Regions from separate parts of the Mus musculus genome. Here region 2 is linked to region 1. A link is a contact called in public Hi-C data. All regions are on one chromosome and are shown on one strand. Each heading gives the region's core, a stretch centred on a gene start, on an enhancer-like site or on the middle of the called end of the contact. The rest is flanking DNA. Distances are from core to core; before and after follow the strand shown.

Evidence for each region. A called contact is a pair of places that touch in the nucleus more often than the background predicts.
Region 2: a Hi-C map of cortical neurons shows a contact between it and region 1, with 1.9 times the contacts expected there. The contact joins two enhancer-like sites. A contact is called at or near these places in 6 of 484 Hi-C or Micro-C datasets (the G1E-ER4 cell line, cortical neurons, forebrain and 1 more).

The regions. Positions count from the first base shown.
Region 1 is chr12:91,930,042-91,936,376 of GRCm38.p6, reverse strand. No RefSeq gene overlaps it. Among named protein-coding and RNA genes, the nearest start is that of Gm40548, 69 kb to the left of the region's middle. Within about 2 kb of position 3,251, at least 8 of the 459 cell types and tissues checked have an H3K27ac peak or open chromatin away from gene starts, as enhancers often do. A contact at or near this core is called in cortical neurons, where this site is marked.
Region 2 is chr12:92,299,797-92,306,131 of GRCm38.p6, reverse strand. No RefSeq gene overlaps it. Among named protein-coding and RNA genes, the nearest start is that of Gm40548, 300 kb to the right of the region's middle. Within about 2 kb of position 2,716, at least 12 of the 459 cell types and tissues checked have an H3K27ac peak or open chromatin away from gene starts, as enhancers often do. A contact at or near this core is called in cortical neurons, where this site is marked.

The sequences.
Region 1 (6,335 bases), core at 2,002-4,501:
CACGCAGACTTTGTGTGCCCCGGTACAGGGGAACGCCAGGGCCAAAGGGGGGGGAGTGGGTGGGTAGGGGAGTGGGGGTGGGTGGGTAAGGGGGACTTTTGGTATAGCATTGGAAATGTAAATGAGCTAAATACCTAATAAAAAATGGAAAAAAAATAAAAAAAATAAAATAAAAAAAAAAGACCATGAAACATAGCATTTAGCGTCTCTGAACATCAGTTTTCTTACCTCCAGAGTAAGGATGATGATGCTCGAGTCACATGGTTATCATAGGCAATTTGACCTGAAACATTTGTAGGATCCAGAAGAGGAATACAGACAGAAGCCTGCTTACCATGCATTTACAAGACACAAATCAAGTCAATAAACTATGAAAAGGTTAGCCTCGTATCTGGATAAATACATCTTCATACCAAGGCCAGGCTTGGTTTAAAGACCTCCAGCTCCTCAGAGTGGTATACTAGAATGTGACAGCACAGGCTAGGCTGACTCGGCTCCTAACTGCTTCTCCTTCTACCACCACCTTTGTTTTGAACTCTTTGAGGCTTCACACATCTACAAATGGCCAACTTGGTCCAAGCTCTGTCCACACATGCCTCCTCCCTACAAACAACAGTCTTCAATTACTCTTGGGTCTATGAATGTGTTGTCTTAACTTTAGTCAAGAAACTCAGGCAAACCACAAACAAGAATCTTTAGACAAAGAATTCCAGTGTCCCTGTAACCTGGTATAGGTTAGGCTTCATATCTATACCTTGAAGGCCTCTAAACTCATGCACTTGGATACAGGTAAAGGAAAGCCTTAAAGTTTTCTGGTTCCCAAAGTGGACAAGCTCTGGTGATACTAAGGGGACATGGCTTGTCAGCAACCAATATCCAGTAGAAACCCTACACTTAAGTATTTCTGCACCACAAGGGTGGGGAAAAGGAAAAGCTAAACAGATTCTGTGGATGTATCAGCAACTCCATATTAGCATTGGAAACACAAGAAAAGAAAGGGCATCTCATCCATGGTCCTTTGTCTGACTTACCTCTCTTGCTCAATGAATCAAGAGTTTCAACATTGGGGGATGAGAGGGAGCCTCAGAGATGCATCTAGAGAGATGGCTCCATAGTTAAGAGCACATATTGCTCTTGCAGAAGACCCAGGTTTGGCTCTCAGCACCTCACATAGCCTAGCTCACAACTGCCTATATCTCTAACTGGAGGATATCTGACAGTTTCTTCTGTCCTACACAGGTACTACACTTACATGCACACATGCAAGCACACAATCATGCAAGCACATACAACACACATTCACACACATACACACACTGTTTGGTTGGTTGGTTGGTTGGTTGGTTGGTTGGTTGGTTGGTTGGTACAGAGTTTCTCTGTGTATCCCTGACTGTCCTGGAACTTGCTCTGTAGACAAGGCTGGCCTCAAACTCAAGAGATCTGCCTTGCCTGAACCTCCTAACTACTGGGATCGAAGGTACGAGAAACCACTGCCTGGCTTAGCTCAGGGAGTGCAGCATCTGGTTTTGGTCATTGAGCTTCACACACAATGTTTTTTAATAAAATACGTTTACCATAGGGCTGAGGAGATGACTCAGTGGGTATATGTACTTATTCTACAAGCATAAAGACCCCATATTCAATCCTAACACACACATCAAGAAAACCTTGTTTGGCCTCACATCACACATGCCTGTAATCTCATCAAGTGAAGGATGAAAACAGTAGACTCACTAGAGCTTGCTATCTAGCCAGCCTAGAGTGTGTGTTTGTGTATGCATGCGTGCATGCATGCCTGCATACATAGGGACAGCAGAGCACATGTGATATGGGAGGAGGAAAGTAGCACAGGGAGTGTTAGGGTACCAGGAGAAGAGTCAACAAGTGGGTCCCAGGTTCAGTGAGGGATCTGTCCCAAAGCAATAGGGCAAAGAGTGACTGGACAGAACACCTGCCATCTTCCTCTGGCATCCACATACACGCAGGATCATGTACACCAGCACACACACATATGCATACACCATACACATTTTTTAATATTTAGAGAAAAAAAGTTTCAACATTGCCAATTGGAAACTTCTGCACACAAAGATTAAATCCCCTATCAAAATTAACACAAACAGAAGTAACATAGTGGCCAGTGAACCATGCTCAGGCTAAAAATATATGTCATAATTCCTTTATATGACCTATATGTAGCAAAATTATTTTGATTTTTTTAGATCTTAATTATATTTCTCCCACAAATGTAAACCTGCCCAGTATCCTTAGAAAGTATCCTCAGAATTCACTTTAAAAAAAAAAACTTTCAATAAGGAAATGAATAGTCCATAATATTTTTCCTCTGCCTCCTCGATCCTATACATCACTTCCTTTTACATAGTGTAACTCCAGAAGCCCCAGAATTGCTTACACAGCTGTTACTGGGGTACAGGGATAAATTCCCCTCCTGTCACCAGCCCTGGCACCCTTCAAGAGCAGTGAGGTGGTCCTTTCCCCTAATCAATAAACTTGCTAATTTGGCTTTCCCAAGCCTTCCTAAAACTCTTTTTTGTTGACATTAAAAAACCTCAGGTGTACCTGGGTAGAGAGATCGCTGACTTATTGAGGCAGATTCATTAGACTGCAGAGCCATCAATGTTGAGCTGAGTTCCCCACAGCTGGTAACACACCTATGTAACAGACAGGAGGATACATGCTCTCTATCTGTGTCTTTATTTCATTAGGATAGTTGGAGCTATGCCTGAAAAGTAATGGATACCAGGTCAGGATCTCTTACTCACGTGAGAGGCTCCACTGACTTGTGAGGACGAAACTTTCGAACGAGGATGAACCTTGACAAGGGCTACAAGCACAGCCCTAGGACTCAACTCCAGCAAACAGTGCCCAATATGAGTAGACGGCAGAGACCTCAACCATGTCTTTGATGGTGGGAAAGAAAAGCTAACAACGGCCGGGAATTTGGTAGAATAAATAAATGTGGGTCTTGAACAGGTACAAGGATAAATAAGTGATTGAAACTCCATTTTTCTTGGGGAGGTAAGCCAGGATAGAAAAGTACTCTGGGCAGAAACAGGGACATTTTGAGGAAATCTGGCTTTCAAGGATGGGGATAGAGTCCGCTGGCTTGAAGTGTAAGATCACAGATGGAATGTGCCAGCATCTTAGCCCTTCTGTGCCTCTGCCTGCCTGGAGAGTCCTCCAGAAATCATCCCTACTGGCACCACAGAGTCCCTGGAAGCAGAGAGACCGTTCTTTTAATTACATAATCTCTGAATAGACATTATTCTTTAGTCTGTCAGTAAAGCCAACCATTAGTGTATTGCCACGAAAACTACTCTTTTATGATACTCCTAAAGCTTAAACTAGGTTTTAGGGCCCACACTAATAAAATGTATGCATAATATTTGCTTATCTCCCACCCTGCCCTTGTACTAGCACCTGGAAACTCTGGGTAGTAAAACAGCATTATTTCTGAACTTTTAAAACCAGAACCAGAAACTAGAGAACTCTAATACAACAGTGCCATCTAGTGAGTGACCTCTTTCTAAAAACTTTAAATAAAAAAAAAAATCAAAAATTTGAAGAAAAAAAAAAAAAGCATGGAATGCACATAAACAGAAGACAGGACCAATGTCCAATACAAACCAGCAGGTTTCAAAGTAACCCCTACCATGCCATGTTACACTGTCAAGCTGTCAAGTTTGGAAGGAAATCTTTGTGTCCCTTGTGTAAATAAGAGAAATGACCGGGAGTCCACGGTTTCTCTATAGCCAAACGTTAGATAGCAGGAACCTAACACTGATTAATGATAGGATCAGCAATAGATTCTAATCTCCTGCTGCTCAGCTCAATATCTTCTCTGTGACCCCGCATTGATGGAGCTGTAGATCAATCTAAGAGACCACATGTTTGTTCTAGCCTGTGCATAGTGCCTGGGTGACATCAGACAGTGCCCACTCAGAGAAGAACCATCTGAAGACAGCATCTTAGAGAAAGCCAATGTGGCTTTCCACATGTGGTCGAGTACTTCAAACATTAGTTCTGGTCTACTCTGCTCCTTGCCTCTATCTATGAAAGGAGGCTCAAAATTTCTTTGAAAACCAGTCATTCACATTTTTCACTCAAAAAATGTTCAGTCCTACTGTGTGCTGAGTACCATTTTAGGTACATGAACCAAGTTTCTCCCTGATGAAACAAATGTAATAGGAAGAGCTCTTAGTAGGAAAATAACACTGAACCTTGGCATGAATGAGACACTGCAGTCTGTTTTAGCTGTGGCAGAATGGAGCTCCTCTTCAGAATGAATTTTGATTTCATGAAGAGGGAGAACAAATGCCTACATTAAGGAACATTCCCAGTAGCTGCCCAACTGCTACCTAGTAGAGTCACCTCAGAAAGGGTAAGAATTGTCTAAAGAAGAGCCATTTGCCCACTCAAAACAGCATCCTAACCCATTGACCACGCCCCTATGTCAGCATCCTATCCCCTCGAACATGCCTCCAGGCCAGTATCCTATCCCTTCAACCACGCCCCTAGGCCAGCATCCTATTCCCTCCACTGAGGCCCCCATGCCAGCATCCTATTCCCTTGGGTCAACCCCACCACACTCACCTTACCCTAGCAACCTTACCACCTCCATCCAAGGAACCGCACTGATAGATGGAAGGTACAAAACTAAGCCAGCCCACCAGCCTTCCCGATCCTTCTCAGGCCCATTTCCTATTGAAACCTTGATGCCTTTCCTCTGGATGGACCCCTGTTCTGGATAAGACGGCAGAATTGTCCATATTCCACTCTGGATGCTTTAGGGTTTGTTGCCCATCAAGTGGGACCATTCTCCTTGCACTTCATCTTTGAACTTTTCATGAACCAAATCTCATCTACCTGACAAGATCTGCCAGCCTTATTGCTGTTTCTAAAATCCCACATTACACTATCAAAAAAAATTTTTTTTGCTCAAAAATTTTTATCTCAGGCTCTATAATCCCACACTCTGGCTAAATGGTATGTTAAGCAAATTTCTTTTTGAAAAGTTTCCCAGAGTTCTCAATATTCCAATAAGAGTATAAAATTGTGACATAGTGCCTGCCATATTTCACAGAATTATTGGACCGTAGAAATCCTGCTCTGTAGTTTTCATGGTAATTCACTTTACAAAAAGTCTAATTTTAGATCTATCTGTGCCTGCTTCTACTTCAGACCTTCCCAGAACCTTATGTCTGATGAAGGTTATTCACAAGCATCAAAGCCTGCCCCGCTTTGATAACAACCAAGTGACTAATATCACCCTAGCTTTCAATACTTCACTCTGCGAACATCTATACCACAGCCTCAAGGAAACTCTGTCACCCTCTGTTTATTTAGTGATTTTTTTTTCTTTTAGCTTTTTTCACGTGCTCATTAGACCAAGCATCTTGTTTTGTTTTACATACAAGGTTCCAGAGCAAATCCTTGGAGCTTACCCAGGATGTACACAATGTTTAATGCAGGAAATGAAGACGATAGGAAGGAAGGTGAGGGAATAGTGGGCCTTGATTAGAAAAGGTAGAGGGTGAGGGAGGAGGACGCAGTACAGAAAGTGCTTGCCTCACAAACATGCAGACATTAGTTTGATCCCCAGAACCCACAATGAAAAAGCCAAGCATGGTGGCCTGCCCACAGGTAGAGAATGGAGGACCTTTAGGGTTTGTTGACTGGGTCAGTAATTCACACTAAACTAATTCTATTGAATACCTAGATATTTTTTTAAATGCCCAAAAGTCTCAAATACATTATAAAAATATTGATAGCTGCTCAATAATTCTAACCACTGAGGAGATGCACATTATGAAATAAGAAAACCCAAACGAGACCTAACTTGATAGTCAACAAAAAAACAATAATTTTTTAAAATGGGAGACACTGTATGGAATCAGGAATAATGCACCCACTTTACAAAGTCACACTAGCAGCAGGCTATGGCTATTTGGTTATCTAAATGCAAGTCACTTTCGTAATTATTTCTATTGTTAATAAATTCCCTTTAGTTTGTATAAGGCGATCAACATGCTAATGTGAATTTAGATTTTGAAAGAGAGAACTATCGGAGAGTCACAATCAGGTGTCTGGATTTCTCCCAATTACTACCCCCAATTATATCCACACCTATTGCTGACATGTTTAATCCCTTTCTTCAGACCTTAATGACAGCTCACGAAGAAGACGAGTGCTAGCTACCGCACTGCTCAGCAGAGTGTGGGTCCAATTTAAATAATTAGAAGCCCGTTTCATTTCTTCTCTCTCTGTTGTTAAATTTACTTGAAAGGAAACTGCATGCCTGGGCTTGATGCCTT
Region 2 (6,335 bases), core at 1,467-3,966, 370 kb before region 1:
TTTCTTTCTTTCTTTTTTTTTTTGTTTTATCTTCATGATTAAGACAATCTTCATAGAGAGAAAATCCAATTCATAACTAATAACTAAAATAAGATAGCAACTTACAGTACCTGTGTCCCATGGATGTGCTTCAAGCTTAAGGCCAAGATAAAGATGAAGGAAGTATTCCCCTTTCCAGGGGAGCATATTTTTAGAGACTTTTTCTGAATTTCAGAAATTTTGTTGTTGTTCACATTAAAATATATTAAGTTGAATATCTAATACCAACCTGACTTTCAACCATTGGCAAAAGCTACAGATTTCTTGCAGACACAGAAGCAAGGACTACATGGTAATAATTGTAGTAGCTAACCTATGCCATGCTATGCCTTCTATGCAAGAACACATGGTAATTGTTCCATCTAAAGCTAAATTATGTGTTTATGTATATATGAATACACACACACACACACATACACACACATATATACATATATTTCTCTCATCATTTCCATTTCCATTTACAATGACGAGACTCTTGCAGGCGGCTGAACTGGCTAGATATCAAACAACATTTAGCTCCAAGTTGGCTTCATTACCCTTTATGTTCAGATCCTATGCAATTTTCTGTGTATTCCCTACGTGCATCAGACGAGGACAGCCTTTCTTAACTTCAAGGTCTTTGTTTTACAAAAGCATTCTGTGTCCTCCTCTGCAAGATATCACATATTGCGTTTCCTATAAACATTCACTGGTGGGTAAGCAAAGATGAGCTTTCTTTAAACAAGAAAGACCACAACTACCCTTGACTAGGCACTGCCAATTGCGGGCCGAGGGTAGCAAGGGAGACTGCAGATTACTCACTCACCTTCATAGTTATATATTTGCTTATTTTAGAAGCTATAAGAGCAGAGTAGCAGGAGTGGTGGAGGACTCACAGAACTCTGATATCTCATCCCCATCTGCCGAGTTAGCTAGCCCTTAGCTAAGTGTCTCCATTTCATCTTCTGCAAAATGGGCCTGAGCACTCTGACTCCCGTAGGTTATAACCATATAGCACAGCCACGTTCATGACCCTCTATGGCCACAAACGCAGAGCCTCAAATGCTCAGAGCATTCCAAAGCAGTTAACCTACGTTGCCAGACTGTCCATGTGAAGAAGAATTATTTTCTAATGTAGGATTTCATTTCAAACACATAACAAACATTTTTAAATATACATAAAACAAGTCAATACAGAATGGAATTGGCTCTCAAAGATCATCAATTCTGTTTTCAAGTCCCGGATAATTTCTTTTTAAGATTAGTTAAACATGGGCTTCATACATGACAAGTAAGCACTTCTCTATCGAGATCTAGTCCTAGTACCTTTTATACTTTCTATTGTGAAGCCGGGCCTCATGAACTTACATAGACCGCCCTTGAGCTTACTGTGTAATCCATTCTGGCTTTAAACTTGCCCTCTTCCTGCCTTGGCCTCTTGCATATCTGTGATTGCAGGCCTATGCCACCAGGCCCTGATCAATCTTGGCTATTCTTCTTTAGATCAAGCATAGATAATGGTGATGACATCCTTTCAGAAACTGTGTTTTGATTTTTTTTCTCCTCTCTAACAATATCATTTTTCTTCTTTTTTTTTTCTTTTTGTCTCATTGATGCATAATGAACTCCTGACAGAGATGAATAATGCAGTGGCGTTTAATAGTCATAAAAGAAACACTACTCCCTGTGAGCCAATCTCTCATCCTTTAGATCATTTTCTTCTCAGTATCTTGCAGCTTTCTCCTTTTCCAGGATGGATGTCTGTCTGTCTATGGTTGAGTAAGGAGGAACTCACGAATAGACTCTCAGACCCAGAAAACTAGAAGGAATCTTAGCCATTGTGTTCTCATGTGTGGTCTAAAGCCACAGTGAACTTTTGTTCAGTACCAAGCTGACAGTTTCACTGGATCCATTATCTCTTGTATATAACTCTCACAACAGCCCTGTAAAATACTTTCATCTCTATTTAAGATGCACTGAAACAAACACTCTGAGATGCGTTTTGCTTTTCAACATGGCACACATACTGAAGAAGCCTCGCATTCAGATTTCAGAACCAATTCAGTTGAAGTACAAAGCACAGTGGCCCAGATAAATGAGCCAGCAATATGTGAAGATCAAATAAATACTAACAGAAAAACGTTAGATGTCAAGGGTGATGGTCTTTGTGAAAAAGATTCTCATGTAAAGTAAAAGCATCTCTTGTTGTATTTGGGTTTTTGACACAATTGTGTTTCATTACTGACACAGGAAGGTGGAAAGAAATGTTACCCACATGTCCTTAAAGAAGAATTCACCCGAAGTTGGGTTTTGTTCTTTTCGATAGTGGGGAAGGATAAGAGAGAGACAAGATTCTGATAAATAATTTATGAAGAAGAATGCTTCACTGATCAGATTTGGTGATGAAAAAAATTTCTTTGAAAACCCATGAGTAACATTCTTAATGGAAATTATCTGCACTTCTCCTGGGTCGGCATTTTTTTTTCCTGCTATTAGTTTGATTTCGGCTTGACAGTCTCCTTCCTGCACAAATGTAGCAACAAACACAACGGAAAAGCCTTTCTACATGATTATTTTCTAAAGTAATAAGACAACGTGTGTGACCTGAAAAATCAGCCCCTCCCACGTGTCAGGTAAGGAGGTGGCTTGATGATACTTTAAAAGCCATCTTGTGCTTCCTCCTGCCACTCAGTCACTCCTTCTGGGGTCTAGGGCGGGCTTTTGCTGCCATCTACTGGTACGTCTTGCAAGACAATCGGACGCTTCTGAAAAGGAGAGAATTGGAAAAAATGGGGGAGGGGGCTTATTCTGTAAGAAAATCCAATTCCGGCAGAAATGAATTTCTACGCCGAGTCACAGAGCCTTAAGTATTTTGTGCTAGAGAATGTTTAATAGCGACCCTCTTGTGCAACCCATGGAAAGATTTTTTTTCTCTCTTTTTCATTCCCTGGACAAGTGTCTGAACTCATCTACATGCACATGTCATTCTCCAGAAGCTCAAACGGAGGAGGAATATCGTGGCGGTTTGATTACATAGATTGCTAAGATTACTCCTAACTCCTCTTGCTGCCTGAAATTTCTAGCAGACTTTTTAAAACCACTTTCCCCAAATGTAGAATATGAAACCATGACATTTCTTCATAGCATCATACAGCTATCCATAAACTCGCTGATATGCTGGCATGAAGATTAAATGCGGTATGTGCTTAGCATTTCTTGCAAACGCACATGAGCTTTTAATAAAGACCAGCTGTTCCCATCACATGACAATGACTAATAATTCCATAGTTGTGGCACTTAAGAACAAAACTACCCAGAATAATGACACTATGGCAATGAGCGACCCTTAAATATTATAAATTCAATGTTTGGTCCTCCAGGAAGGATGAACGTAAATGATAAAGAGTAAGTCAGGTATATAGGTCTACATATTTCAGCACTGGTTTTTATAGAAGAATAGTAGAAAAGACTCAGTTACAGCCCAATTGCCTTATCGCAAAATTCTGAAAGACAGAAAGTGAATACATAAGGGTCTGAATAAATTAATGCCTGTAAAGATACTAAAAGAATATGCTCAGATTTGCTCACACATAGTTGTTCTTTGATTTGAGCAGATGCAGGGAAAACTGAAGACTTCTTCCTGGAAGGAAGAGAACAGTAGAGAAAGAAGGAATATCGACTAGTAAGTTTCAGCATGTGACATATGTGAGCGTGCAAGGGCTTTAGGAGCTTCACAGCGCGCATACTACCACCACTCTTACAACAATTTGCAACAGTGGCCATGCTATATTTTTCAGTTCACTAGAAATGCATCTCAACACGTTTCCAGGAATCTGAGGATAAAAACAACACTTGTGCAAAGTGGTCAGTCAAGCGATCGCACAATTTTATTCCAAAATCCATAGCAAGTCTAACTCCTAAGGGTTCCCTTTAAATTAAAGACTATGGCACTGCTCAAAAGCACACCACTAGCAGGGGACTGGATACATCATGTCAGTCATTGAGGAGTGTGAACCAAGACCGAATAAAGGATAGTTTCTGGACATCGACTGCTAGAGTTCAAACCCCTGCTTTCAAACTCTTCCTTTATTCCCTTATCTACTTGTCTGGGAAGTAGAGACTAGAAAATATGCCAAAGGAGTTGTTTTAAGGAACAACTAAACTGGCCAGGTGCAGGTCATTTAAAACAAGGGTCCAATTTGTAGTGACCTTCAAGAGCGAGTTGTTATTATAGAAGCAGAGGATATTTGGAATAAGAGAGATTTACTTAAAAAGAGGGTGAAGGAGTAGAGGAGGTGATGTGGTGGGTAATAAAGCTAACTGCAAGCATGATGATGTAAGTGCATACCCCAGCCTACATCTAAAGGTCTAGACATGTTCAGGGACCCTCTGTTACAACAGCACTGAGACACGGAGATAGGAAAGAGCGAGGCTCACTGGCCACACACTAACCCCAAGTCCTGCAGAAACAAAGAGACACTCTGCCTCAAGGGAATAAGGCTCACAAGAGAAGGTCTCCTCGAGAAACTTCTGTCCAGTCGTGATTTCCCAGGTTCCTCCTTGCTTTTCAAACTATAATTCTTTTTCAAAGTGAAACTGACCTAATCCGTGATGTTTAAGAGAAAAGCAGAGCAGGGTTAGATGAAGCAGGAGTAGAAGTCCGAGTAGCTAAGATGTCTCCTAGAAGGTCTTGATGCACTGTAGATGAACAGAGGTAACCCAGTAAAGTCACAGTGCAATGAGAAAATCATTGATATTTTTCTTTTTACCTTTTATTTTTCCCATCATAAATGCTCCTTGGAATGAGTTTGACCCCAGCCAAAGCAACACAGTAGGGTTCATATATATATGAAAAAACAAATACCCCAGTGGGCACCTCACTTTGTCAGAAATTGGTTCTCAAGTCACAGGTGATAAAAAGAAGACTCAGTCCAGAAGATATTCGCAAGCACTAAGGGCATTGTTATGCCTGACCCTGTACCTCCCAGGTTAGGTTTAGTTACTGGCTGTTCATCCAGTAGATCCTCAAACCACCAGTGGGGAATGTCCCATGGCAGGTTATTGAGCACTGCAAGATGGCACATTGAAGCAAAGCCATCCAATTCTGCACAGGTGTTGTGGTAATTGGGACACATTCCACACGTCTTAGAGTTCAATGGTCCTCAGACCATAAAGTCCTAGCTATGTGGATGTAAATTGGGTCAAATAGCTATCCAATAATATATGCTGTAGATGGACAGCTTTGGTCCCTAATGTCCTGCCATGTGCAGACCTGTCTTTACAAGGTGGAAATCATTATCCTGCCACTCATTCCAAAGTTAATATTGGTGGTACTACTGGTGAACTGAAGCCAGCAGAATGGACATTACTTTGAAAATATCCAAGGAAGAATTCTTTCTGGAATTATTTCTGCATTCGGCAAATAGTACCTTTGCATTAGGACTTATGAGGTAGTAACTCGTTATGACCATAGTATAAAGTACTAAATGGTGTGCTGTGGCTCATTATTCCTTGACCTTCTAATGGTCAAAAAATGTTTTTATTATGTCTGTGAGGGTTCCATCCCTATTGTATACATTCATTTCTGTGGCCTTCTCAATGCGGAGACTATACAAAATTTGTAAAACACACCACAAGTTATATTTCTGTTTACATTTGGGTCCATTTTTTGTGTGCCTCATTACATCACTTCATACTAATGTGCTTCATAAATTTATTTCTAAATTTCATAAATCGGAATATTTGCCCATAAAATTCAAATATTTTAAACTGCCATTTTAAATAGAATATAGCAAGACTTTTGGAATATTTTACGTCATCACTAGAATGTTCTCCATACTATGAAAATGAAAATCTTCAAAAGATCACTATTTTCTCTAGAGAGAACACTTCGGTCCAATATTTTTCATTTTCTAATGAAAATTGTACATGAAATAATTAGAACTCTTTAAATCAAAATATGAGATAAAAATAAATTATAAATATTTAGCTAGAAAAAAATAAGCAGCCTCATAAGTAAGTTACCAGAAATATAAAGCATCTAAGCTCCATCTTGCCTAATATATGTAGATAGACATCCATAGACATAGAAGGTAAACACTAATTTTCATTTTTTTAAGATTTATTAATTTATTTATTCATTCATTTATTTTTATGTATATGAGTACACTGTAGCTGTACTGATGGTTGTGAGCCATTATGTGGTTGCTGGGAATTTGAATTCAGGACCTCTGCTTGCTCTGGTGGGCTCCGCTTGCTATGGTCTCACTCTGGTTTAAATATTTCTTTATTATATATAATCTAACTATATAATC